Linked DNA regions of Sus scrofa: region 2 is linked to region 1. A link is a contact called in public promoter capture Hi-C data. All regions are on one chromosome and are shown on one strand. Each heading gives the region's core, a stretch centred on a gene start, on an enhancer-like site or on the middle of the called end of the contact. The rest is flanking DNA. Distances are from core to core; before and after follow the strand shown. Region 1 holds the start of RBAK (RB-associated KRAB zinc finger protein). Region 2 holds the start of C3H7orf26.

Region 1 (5,927 bases), core at 212-2,711:
CGCTGGTGCCCTAATGGTTAAAGATCTGGTGTTGTCACTGCTGTGGCTCCAGTCACTGCTGTGGTGTGGGTTCAAGCCCTGACCCTGGAACTTCTGCATGCCCTCGGCACAAGAACCTAAAAAATAAAAATAAAAAATAAAAAATAAAAAAAAATCGCTTAGGGGAGTTCCCGTCGTGGCGCAGTGGTTAACGAATCCGACTAAGAACCATGAGGTTGCAGGTTCGGTCCCTGGCCTTGCTCACTGGGTTAGGGATCCGGCGTTGCCGTGAGCTGTGGTGTAGGTTGCAGACGCGGCTCGGATCCCACGTTGCTGTGGCTCTGGCGTAGTCAGGTGGCTACATCTCCGATTGGACCCCTAGCCTGGGAACCTCCATATGCCGCAGGAGCGGCCCAAGAAATGGCCAAAAAAAAAAAAAAAAAAAAAAAAAATCGGTTAAAATCAAAGATTCCACAGGAACAGAGAATGTGAGCTCTCAAAAGTGGGATAACTGTGCATCAAAGCACAGTATTGTTGTGTACATTATCTGACTGAACTTGGCTACCTTGGCACTTTAAAAGTTTTTAATTAAGAAAACTCTAATACAGTGGACAGAACACTGGCCTGGAAGTTTGAGTCCTGTTACCAATCCCACCTACAGACCCGGTGACCTGGCACAAGAATCTCCCTTCTCATGCCCAATCTCCTCCACCCTCAACCGAGGAGGCAGGACAGATGCCTCGCAGACTCATCCTGCACCCCACTGTGTGGTTCTACAGGGCAGAACCCAGGGGAGTCAGCGGACACTTAGGTTACAGAACCAAGATGCTGATGGGCCTTTAGAGACCCGGCGGAATCCCGAGAGGACGGGAGGAGGAGGGGTGTGTAGCCCCCAATCCCCCAGGACACCCAGAACTCCCAAGTCCTAAGGGAGCGCCCATCTGGGACAGCCGCCCCCTCCATCTCCGGGTAGCGGTCAAACTCTCCCGCTCGCTCTCTTGGGTGGCCCGGGGAGAGCGCCCCTCAACCCCGCTTTGGCGTCAGGGTCGACCAATGCCCGGAGGCCCCCAGACGCAAGACTTACCCCCTGGGACTCGCTGACCCGCCCCGAGCTCCCGAGGCTCCGGGCCAGGGGCTGCCCCTCCGGCGAGCTCCTTTCCCTGGGTTCCTCCTCTCCGCCTCTGGAGGCCGCTGGGCCCGAAGGGCCGGTTCTGGGCCTACAACACAGGCTCCCTTCAGGCGAACTCCCTCCCGGAGCCCAAATCGGCCTTCGGGGGCCTCAGTGTGCCGCGTGCTGAAGCCGGTCGGCCCGGGCTCCGCCGCCCCTGCACCGCCGCCCTCCAGACTCCTCCGGCCCAGGCCGCAGGCCGGGAATCCTCGCCCGCCAGAGGCCAGAGACTGGGAACGAGGGACAGCTGTGACCTGGGCACCGACAGGAAGCGACTGCGGCGCGGCGCGGCGCGGCGCGGCGCTGGTGCGCGTGCGCGAACACGCACCCAGGGCGAGGCGCACAAACACAGCAGGGCGCCGGAAGTCCGCCTGGCAGGGCCCGCAGCGGGGAGCCAGACAAGCTCCAGGACTCTATTGCCCATAAGTCTCCGCTCCGTCAAGATAGGGAACGTCGTAAATGTCTTCACCTCAACTGGAGGTTAAGCGATGCTGTGCTGAGAGCATTGGCCTCCCGGACCAGGGAATCAGGGTCCCTTTAATTTAAGGGAACGTCTGTAATGTCACCTCTTCTCTAGGTGTCTTGCCTGATTGGGACCTGGTGCCCTAATCTTTTCCATACCTTGAGTATTTAAGGCTTAAAATCAGTAGCTACATACAAATATGATAAATAAAGGAAAAAGGGGCGTTCCCGTGGTGGCTCAGTGGTTAACGAATCCGACTAGGAACCATGAGGTTGAGGGTTCGATCCCTGGCCTTGCTCAGTGGGTTGAGGATCCGGCATTGCCGTGAGCTGTGGTGTAGGTTGCAGACGCGGCTCGGATCCCACATTGCTGTGGCTGCGGTGTAGGCCGGCGGCTACAGCTCTGATTGGACCCCTAGCCTGGGAACCTCAGTATGCCCCGCGAGGTGCCCAAGGAAAAACAAAAACAGTAATTCTTGTGTTGTTGTTGTTGTTGTTGTTGCTATTTCCGCTCAGGCATGTGAGTTCCAGGCTAGGTTGAATCGGAGCTGTAGCCACCGCCTACACCACAGCCACAGCAACGCGGGATCCCAGCCGAGTCTGCAACCTACACCACAGCTCGTGGCAACGAGCTAACCCACTGAGCAAGGGCAGGAACCGAACCCGCAACCTCATGGTTCCTAGTCGGATTCGTTAACCACTGCGCCACGACGGAATTCCCAAAACAGTAATTCTGTGTGTTCTTTTGTGCATGTGTGTTCACTTGCCAGGGATCAGTTCCAGGAAAGTACATCTCAGTTAGTTGTAACTGAGCAGGATCCTGTGTGGTCTTTCCTCAACAGCCCCTCTTCCCCACCCCACCCCACCCCACCCCAATGTCCTCTGCCTGCTTTGTAGTTGTTTGTAGAAAATCTTTAGCCTCCTTGGCCTTCCCCAAGTTGCAAAGAATAATTTTAAACCAAGAAGTGAGAAAATGCAAAAACAAAGGAAAACAGTCGTGTAAGACAAAATAATAATACTTTAGCCATTAAACAAAGTCAAGGACTTTATTTCCGCCTCAAAGGCTGTAGATAATATTCTGAGCCATATCATTTGAGCTATTTTGCAGATACTGAAGTCCCCACCAGGTGGAAGAAGCCAACTGTATGCTGCCCATAAGCATGTAAACCCCAGACCAAGTGGAATCAGAAAGGTGTTGATGTTGACTTCCAGTTACCTCACCACCAACCAGTCAGAAGAATGTCCGTGGGCTGATCATGCACCCCCCACAACACTCTCCTCAGCATGTAGCCCCTTCCTCTGTTTCCTACGTAATTTCTTAACAAAACCTGGGGAGGGGGGAGTTGGTTCTTTGGGACATGAGTCAACCTTCTCCCCAGGATTGCCAGCTTCTGCAATAAAGCTCTTTCCTTTTACCCAACACTTGTTTCTCAGTATTGGATTCTTTAACAATGAGCAGCTAAACCTGGGGTTGGTGACAGAGTCACCGTTCCTTCATTTTGAATTTTGGTTTATTATTTAGGTACCCATAGTACTTTCTTCCATTTTTTTTTCTACTCTTATTTCTCTCCTTCAGTATCTTCTCCTTGTTTCCTACTCTAAGACTCTAGCCAGGATCCACCTAATCTTCTATCTTTTTTTCTATGTGGAAAGTAACTCAGGATTATTTTTCAGAGTTAAGGAATGTAGTCGAATAATCACAACCCCATTAACAATATCTCATTTGACAGCAAACAGGCAAAGCAGACTGATAACCACCACACACATCACGAATGTGAGAAGATGTCCATCTTTATTATATTTCTTCAAAACCTACATTGCACAGTCCTCTTTAATAACCAAAGACTACATGCAAACATACTGAGATTAGTTTTTAAAAATTATACCTAAATTCCCACAATTCAAAAATGAAGACTAAAAAATAAAAATTTATTTACAAGAACTGGAAATAAATACTGGAATATATTTATTCTAGCTATAAGTAGAGTGGATATATTATGTAAATATAATAGATGAAAACACAAAAACCTCTCTTGAAAATGTAAATACAATTGTATTGACACATATATAACAGCTATAATACTCATCACAGAACTTTGTAGGAATAACATATTTTCAAAATAATGACTATTTCAAAGCTATTTAAAATACATAAACATAAAAGTAAATATAATAATTTTATAGGCAACCTTTTCGAGATAAGCCAATAAAAATTATGACATATATTAAGTCATCTATCACAGTCCTAGGGCTCTAATTTTATATTTTAAAGTAATTCCCTCCCATCCTGACCTCCCACACTCCACTTTCAAATGGTTCCAGGCTGGGGCAATCAAGTATATATAAAAAAACTGGCAAAAACAAACAAATAAACAAACAAAAAAACTGGGACTTTCAATGTCTATCTCGGGGGAGATTTGAATGAAATGATTTGGAAAATTGTGGCAGTGCCTTAGGAAAGGATAGATCCTGGGGGAAAAAAAAAACACTGATTTATTATTGTCCCACCACAAACTCCTGGAACCACACCCTTCTTCTAGGAGTACAAAACAATAGCGCCATCCAGATCATTCTAGGAGATGCTGGGTTCCTTCCTGTTATCTGCACAAGGGGCATCTATCCTCCTTCCTCATGGCGGTCTTCCCTGTCTGGATTGACTTCCTCTGAACATTGGCATCTCCCCTGGGCTCTGTGATCTGGAATTAAGAGAAAAGAACGAGGATGTCAGATTTCAAAGAGGCAGCACTCCAGATACAAAGATTATTCACGTTCTCAGTCAAGTCTAAGCACAGTTTAGATTAACTCATAATGCCAATTTTATCTCAACGTCTCCATTCTAAAACCCAATCCTGAAGCACGGTTCTCAAGTGTTATTCTTGGACTTTGCCGACCCTGAGTTCAAGGATGTCTGAATACACCTGAGGTCAGTGCTGGTAATCTGCTTTAGAGCAAAAACTCTAGCTGATTCTGCTCAGGGAGTTAGCCCTTAGAGAACGCTGCTCTAGTCTTAACTCACTGTGGGTCTTTAGTACCACTTAAAATCTGAACTTCTAACCACGCTACAAACATCACCAATGAGTTAACATGATGAACCATGAGACCTGATGCCCGATAGCTAACCCTAACCCTTGATCCTAATACTTTAACCATGATACTTAGTACTAAGCCTGGTTGGTGTTATGGTCTGAGTGTTTGTGTGCCCCAAATTCAGGTGCTGGAATCCTAACACCTAAGGTGAACGCATTAGGAGGTGGGGCGTTTGGGAGGCGATTAGGTCATGGGGGGAGCCCTCATGAATGGGCTGAGTACCCGTATAAAAGAGACTGTTGCCTGCTGATTATAAGCAGTAGTATTGTTATTGAAGCTCAAATGGACTAAGACAGCCAGTTCACAAGAGTTCAATCAAAACTTTGCTTTATCTTCTGTCCAAATCTATAACTCTAATGTGTTGATTGTAATAAGCCATGATGAAGACAGCATTTCTTAACCTTCACTCCTTCTGATAAACTCCCTTGACCATAAACTTGGAAGGTGGAGAAAGACCTAACTGGACAAGGGAGTGGTTGGTCAGAAGTGGTAGGTCAGGGGAAATAAAGAGCCACAGGTGATGTGGCCATAAGCAATTTAAAAGTAAATTGGGATGAAAAGAAAGCCAGTCCTAATGTATCTCTTATTACTGAACATGTAGGCTGTTCCACCTAAGATCCTGTTGGGAGACATGTACCCTGTTGCAGATAAACCCCTGGATTCGATATCCCTGAGGGAGGTAAGACCACAAATGAAATAAAAAACAGAAGCTCAAAACATAATATATGGAAAAAATTGGAAACATATTCACTTTTCACAAAAATCAACCTTCCGTTAAAGCTCTTATTTGGACCCATGACTTTTGGTGAAATGACTTCACAGTGTCATGGGTCCAGCAGTTAGATTCCTCAGATTTCCTCAATAAATAGCAAATCATTCAATTGGCACCTGGAAGGACAGAGACCTACCTTTCCTCAGGCCGATGACCCCAGGCCTGCATGGTCCTGGTTCCTCTAGGAAAAGAGGGCACGATCTCGCCCCCACACCCAGAGCTCCGGATCAAAAGCCTGGATCTGGAAAGACAAACATTCCATGAAATGATGATGACTCTCTAGGCGGACCCCCTCTCTCCTCTTGCCCAGCCTCCATTTTTTTCTCATCCCCAAACCTCAACCCCCCAAGACCCAGCCCCTCTCCCTTCCAGCCCTCCCCCTCCCCCACCCACCTTTTCACACTCTTCCAGCGTGACCCTCGTCTTCCAGCCCATGGAACGGAGGAACTGGAAACGCAA
Region 2 (6,181 bases), core at 3,220-5,719, 190 kb after region 1:
TAGGGGTCGATTCAGAGCTTCAGCTGCCGGGCTACACCACAGCCACAGGAACACTGGATCCGAGTCGTGTCGGCGACCTACACCTCAGCACACAGCAACGCCGGATCCTTAACCCATGGAGCGAGGCCAGGGATCCAACCTGCATCCTCACAGACACTATGTCAGTCTCTTAACCCGCTGAGCCACAATGGGAACTCCTGATAAATAAAGGTTTATGGAAACAGGGCCCCAAGAGTTCCCGTCACGGCTCAGCGGAAGCGAATCTGACTAGTGTCCGTGAGGACGCGGGCTCGACCCCTGGATTTGTTCAGTGGGTCAAGGATCCTTTACTTTGAAGTTTACTTGCGAAAAATCATTCCCGGATTCCAGCAAAGAAAAGACAACTTTCATAATGGTGCCGGCAAGACTCTACAGGTAAAAATTAACAGTTGCTGCACCACTTTGATGGGGTTTAGGAGAGTCTGTGAATTATCATGAGACCTAGAGCAGTACTTTCTCAACTTGGCTCTCAATCTTCTCCCAGGATGGACTCTCTTAGTACTTTTGTTCCTTTTCACGGTTGCACCTGCAACATATGGCAGTTTCTGGGCTAGGAGTCTAATCGGAGCTACAGCCACGGCAAGGCCAGATCCAAGCCATGTCTGTGACCTACACCACGTCTGCGACCTACACCACAGCTCACAGCAATGCTGGATCCTCAACCCACTGAGGGAGGCAAGGGATCGAACCCGCAACCTCCTGGTTCCTAGTCGGATTCGTTAACCCCTGCGCCACGGCGGGAACTCCCCTTAATGCTTTTGATCCCTACAACCCCATCCTCTCCTTGTCCCTTCCTGCTCAGATGGCACTCTGCAGCCACACCTAACACCTGCTCAGGATGGCTAGTTCCGGGGCTGCAGCATGGCCTGCAGGGGAAACTGCAAGGGGGCATCAGGCCAGGCTGTTCATTCAGGCACCAGACCGGAGCCCCCCACCACCTTTCTCAGGAGGAAGCTGCAGCTCCAGATCCCAGTGGGGCAAACCCTGACCCAAACCACAAGTTCCTTTCCCGCTGTTCACATCTGCTTTCACTTTGCCAAAATGCCAGCACAACAGCATCCCAAGAAAGAAAGGGAAGAGGTTCCCACTGTGGCTCAGCAGAAACAAATCTGACTAGCACCCACGAGGTTCGATCCCCGGCCTCGCTCAGTGGGTTAAGGATCCAGAGCTGTCATGAGCTGTGGTGTAGGCCGGAGGCTACGGCTCCGATTCAACCCCTCGCCTGGGATCTTCCACATGCCTTGGGTACGGCGGCCCCCAAAAATAAATAAATTAATTAAATTAAAAATGTTTAAAGTTTGGAGTTCCCGTCGTGGCTCAGTGGTTAACAAATCCGACTAGGAACCATGAGGTTGCGGGTTCGATCCCTGCCCTTGCTCAGTGGGTTAAGGAGCCAGCGTTGCCATGAGCTGTGGTGTAGGTTGCAGAAGCGGCTCGGATTCCGCGTTGCTGTGGCTCTGGCATAGGCCTGTGGCTACAGCTCCGATTCCACCCCTAGCCTGGGAACCTCCATATGCCGCAGGAGCGGCCCTAGAAAAGGCAAAAAGACAAAAAAAAAGAAAAAAAAAAGTTTAAAGTTTAAAAAAGAAAGGGAAAATTATATGATGAATTACAAGATGCTAAACTTGACTTCAGGAGGTTGTTAAAGAACAGAGGTAACCTTTTTCTCCCCCTTGATCATTTTGAATTACTATTGGTTGGAAAAATTAGATTTAGACATCAAAGAGGGAACGCTCAATTGTCGAAACCATTATCTCGACACAGTCAAGAAGGAATTCTTGGGAGGTTCCACTGTGGTGTGTTAAGGACCTGGTGCTGCAGCTGCAGCTTGGATTCAATCCCTGGCCTGGCAAACTCCATATGCTTTGGATTCAGACGGAAAAAAAAAAAAAAAAGCTTTTTTTTTTAAACATTCCTTTTTTAATATTCTTTTCCATCACGGTCTCTCCCAGGAGACTGGATATACCCCCTGTGCTACACAGGGGGACCTTACTGTTGATCCATTCTAAATGTCTAGTTTGTATCCACTAACTCCCAACTCCCCGGCCATCCCACCCTCCTGCCTCCCACCCCTTGGCAACCACAAGTTCCCTTCTCTATGTGTGCAAGTCTGTTTCCGTTTCGTCAATTGGTTTATCTGGGCCATGTTTCAGACTCTACATGTAAGGGGTATCACAGGGAGAAAAATAATCTTGAGGTTAAATACAGCCCACAAGATCAATTCGGATGCCTCAGAAATCAGAATGGGGACAATCAAGCCACAGATTTTACTGATATTTACCTGTCCACTACAAAAAACAATATATATATACATATATAGGTACATGTATATATATGTGTGTGTGTGTGTGTATGTCTATATATGTTTTTATTTCTTTTGCCTACGCCCGCACATAGTATCTGGGCCAGGGATCAAACCTGCGCTATAGCAGGTCGTTCATCTGCTGAGCCACGAGGGATCTCTCGAATAACATTTACATAAACTGAAAAAACCCAAATGATTTCAAGTCCTTGGGAATGAAGCAGGTCTGAGAAACTGAATTAGTAAATTCTGTTAGCTTAGCTGAGGATGATATTAATCAACATTTTCGGTTAATAATTACTGTAAGTGGATTATCCATTTTTCAAAGATTTTCAGTAATGAAAAAGCAAAACATCTTCCAAAAAAACTATCTAATACAAAATCTACTATAAAAGTCCATTTTTCCTTTGATATTTAAAAACACTCTAGAAGCTCTTTTTTTTTTTTTAATCAAAGTATAGTTGATGCAAAAGGTGCCAGTAGAAGGCTCTCATGCCCTCATCCATTAGAAGAGCCATCAGCTTTGTTAATAGCACCCTGAAACAATTCACACGCTTAGTCATCTAACCATAAAAAACAAGCAAACGAGTTCCCGTCATGGCTCAGCAGTAACGAACCCAACAGGACTCCTGAGGACGTGGGTTCAATCCCTGGCCTGCTCAGTGGACTGGGGGTCCAGGGTTGCCATGAGCTGTGGTGTACGTTGCAGACGCAGCTCCAATCCCCAGTTGCTGTGGCTGTGGTGTAGGCCGGCAGCAGTAGCCTGGGAACCTAGCCTGAGAACTTGACCCCTAGCCTGGGAACTTCTATATGCCACAGCTGCAGCCCTATAAGCTAAAAGCAAAACAAACAAACAAGCAATGTCACAATCTGACATATAATGATCCTTAAAAAAAAAAATCCTTTTTTTGAGGCTGCGTGCACAGCTGTTTCCGAAATCCTACCTTATTGTTTTCAACTAAGAAAAATAATTTGTCACTTGTTCTGAAGATGGAGCCTTTTAAAATTCACCTACCATTAAGAAACTACTGTTTTCCCAAGTATGGTGCTCACCTGTGAATATAGGTCTGGGTATCAGCAAACAGGGCAGTGAATCAAGGAGCTAACATGTGGAAATGGCCCCTCTAGAAATCCAATGAAGTTAAAAATCCTGATAGTAAACCCCTCCTCAGAGACCCTCAAGAGAAGAGACTCTATTTCTAGAGAAGTACCTGGAGCCAAGAGGCTGCACACTCCAACACTGGGATTCGACACACAGCCACTGCCATGGAGACCAGTTTTCCCAACAAGCTCATCCTGTTGTCATCGGCTTTGTTCCCTTGGGGGCTGAAAAGGGATGAGAAGATAATCTGCCGGACAGAATCCTTGGTTTGCTCCTGGAAATAATTGCACATGATTTCAAGAAGTTGGAGCTCCTGAAGCGAATTCAATCTCTGCAAAACAAATCCAGGAGAAGCGATGACACATTTAGCCAATCTGTTCACACAGTAAAAACACAAAATACGCTACTTTCCCCCGGGAATTGTTCACCTCTTTGAATCCCGGGTCCCCGGAGTGGAACTCTACTGTTAATCTCAGAGAATGTCACTCTATGTCATTACGCATCATCCTGGGGTGTTTTTTAGATGACCTACTGCGGCTTAAGATTCTCCGTAACAGGTCTTTAAAGTCTCTTCCTTTCAACACCAAAGAGCCATGGCTGTCACACGCCCCGCAAAACGGAGCAAGGCCAAGCGCGAGAACGGAGCCCCTGAGAGCAAGGGAGTGTGTGGTCTGGCCGATGCATGTCACCGGGAGGGGGAAAGGGAGCCGGGGTTGCTGATCCGGCCGCCCGCCGCACCTTGGGCTGCGCGCCGCGCTCCTTGGGCACCTGGAACACGAACTCCTCGAGCAGCTCCACGGGGCCCTTGTCCACGATGGGCAGCGGCGCGCTCTGCAGCTGGCTGCTAAAGTAGATGTCCAGGTGGTACAGCACCTCCTTGGCGGCGCTGAGCGCGTCGCGGCGCAGCAGCGAGTGACGGATGTCGCTCATGGTGCGGCCGCGGCGGCCCGGGGCGCCGGGAGCGCGTCGGGACTTCCGCCCCGGGCCCCGCGGTCGCGCCCGCCGCTGCGGAGACAAAGAGGTCGCGACCCGGACTCCGCCCGCCGACCCCGTGCCTGGGCCGCGGCGCCCGCCCGCCCGCCGCCACCCGCTCGGGCTTGCTCAGGGGGCCATCGCCGGCGCCGGCGGCCAGCGGGCGCCCCGGCGGTGCGACTGCGGCGCGACCGAGAGCACTGGGAACCCGCCGCCGCTGAGCCGAACGGCGGCGGAAGACCGAGCGCGGCGACGGCGGCCCGCAGGGGCCAAGCGAAGGCGGCGGCGAGGGCCCGCCCTCGGCAGGGCGCCACCTGGCGGCGCGGCCCGCGGGCGCGGAAGGGGCCGCCCTGCGCCTGGGTTCCGCGCCGCCCCGCCGAGCTGGGGTGCCACACCCACCAGTGAGGGCCCCGGGGTCTTATCGATCCCGACTCCCGCAAGAGCCGCCCGAAGCTCCCCTGGCTTCCTCTGCCTGGGGTTCAAAGCATGTGACTGCAGCGAGCTTTTCCAAGGACAGGGATGGGCAGCAGGGCCCTGGCTCAGGCCTCAGCCACTCGTCTTAAAGGTGAAGATTGCATCTCCTCTGAACTCACAGGGCTGCAGTGACAGATAAGGCAGCCTATCACAGAGTCGCTATTCCCCAGTCCCCTCCAGAGGCCCGGCCTAGCCTGGGAGAGCCATGGGAATCAGGTGTCCTGCTCCTGAAGACTAAGACCGGAAAACCTAAAAACCCTCGGCACTTTGTATGAATCTCTTCCTGCCTTCATCCTCTGCAATCAATTCACTGGATGCTTAGCATGGGATTTTAAAAACAGGGCGGAAATTACGTGAATGTGGCCGCAAGAGGCCAGTGGAGGGCGAGCAAGAAGCCACAGGAATATGCCTTCTGTGAAAGCCCATTGTGGCCTGAGGGTGGGCCTACGTGAGGATGCTGGATGTGGTTAAGATAAAAAGAGTCTAGGGGTGGGGGGGAGCCGAGGCCTTTCCCTGGGAAAGACGGAAAGGACATCAAAGAGGGTGCAGCCAAGAGCACCTCCAAGGCACTGAGGGCCTCCGGCCTGTCAGGGGACACAGCCCTAAGGCTCCTCCTGTCCAGGAGCCCAGCAGACCAGGGTCAGCTGGAACCTCTGAGAAGCCAGTGTTGATCCCCTTGGCACCAGGACTTCAGGGATGCTCCTATCCATCTGGCTGAGTGAGCAGAGGGTAAGCAAGGGGCATTTCTGCCACAGGATTTATCAGCCTGGCACCTGGCAGGGATGGAGCCCTCAGTGGACACTAGTTTTCTCCTCCCCTCCTTAGCCACTGAAAGCCGATTCCTAAGTATAGCAGAAACGAGAAAAAAAAAAACCCAAAAACCAATGCTTAGAAAGTCAGCATACATATGTATAAATAATGTAGACTATATTTAAAAGGCAGTAACACTCTCCCACCCACCCCCCTTTTTTTTCCACTTTTCAGGGCCGCACCTGTGGCATATGGAAGTTCGCAGGCTAGGGGTCCAATCGGAGCTGTAGCCACCGGCCTACACCACAGTCACAGCAACGCCAGGTCTGAGCCGTGTCTTCAACCTACACCACAGCTCACGGCAACGCCGGATCCTTAACCCACTGAGCGAGGCCAGGGACCGAACCCACCAGCTCAGGGATGTTAGTTGGGTTCGTTAACCACTGAGCCACGAAGGGAACGCCACTCTTCCCATTCTTATTTCTTCTTTCTTTCATAATGTGCAGCAGCAGGTAGAAAGATCTCCTGAAGGTTGCTCCAAA

What was found. Promoter capture Hi-C pulls out the DNA fragments that hold promoters and counts their contacts.
Region 2: a contact with region 1 is called in a promoter capture Hi-C map of liver, with 4 times the contacts expected there. The contact joins the promoter of C3H7orf26 here to the promoter of RBAK in region 1. A contact is called at or near these places in 1 of 5 promoter capture datasets (liver) and 2 of 2 datasets of contacts at active chromatin or transcription factors (alveolar macrophages and skeletal muscle).

Annotation. Positions count from the first base shown.
Region 1 is chr3:4,438,482-4,444,408 of Sscrofa11.1, forward strand. It overlaps RBAK (RB-associated KRAB zinc finger protein), which reads right to left and starts at 1,462. Exons shown (of 5, transcript XM_021086052.1): 1 at 1,064-1,462. It overlaps LOC100520556 (speedy protein E4-like), which reads right to left. Exons shown (of 7, transcript XM_005653055.3): 5 at 5,862-5,927; 6 at 5,605-5,709; 7 at 3,400-4,305. The coding sequence ends at 5,650.
Region 2 is chr3:4,622,504-4,628,684 of Sscrofa11.1, forward strand. C3H7orf26 reads right to left here and starts at 4,470. Exons shown (of 6, transcript XM_021086073.1): 1 at 4,182-4,470; 2 at 3,553-3,774. The coding sequence starts at 4,373. It overlaps ZDHHC4 (a long non-coding RNA gene), which reads right to left. Exons shown (of 8, transcript XR_002342216.1): 8 at 5,792-6,181.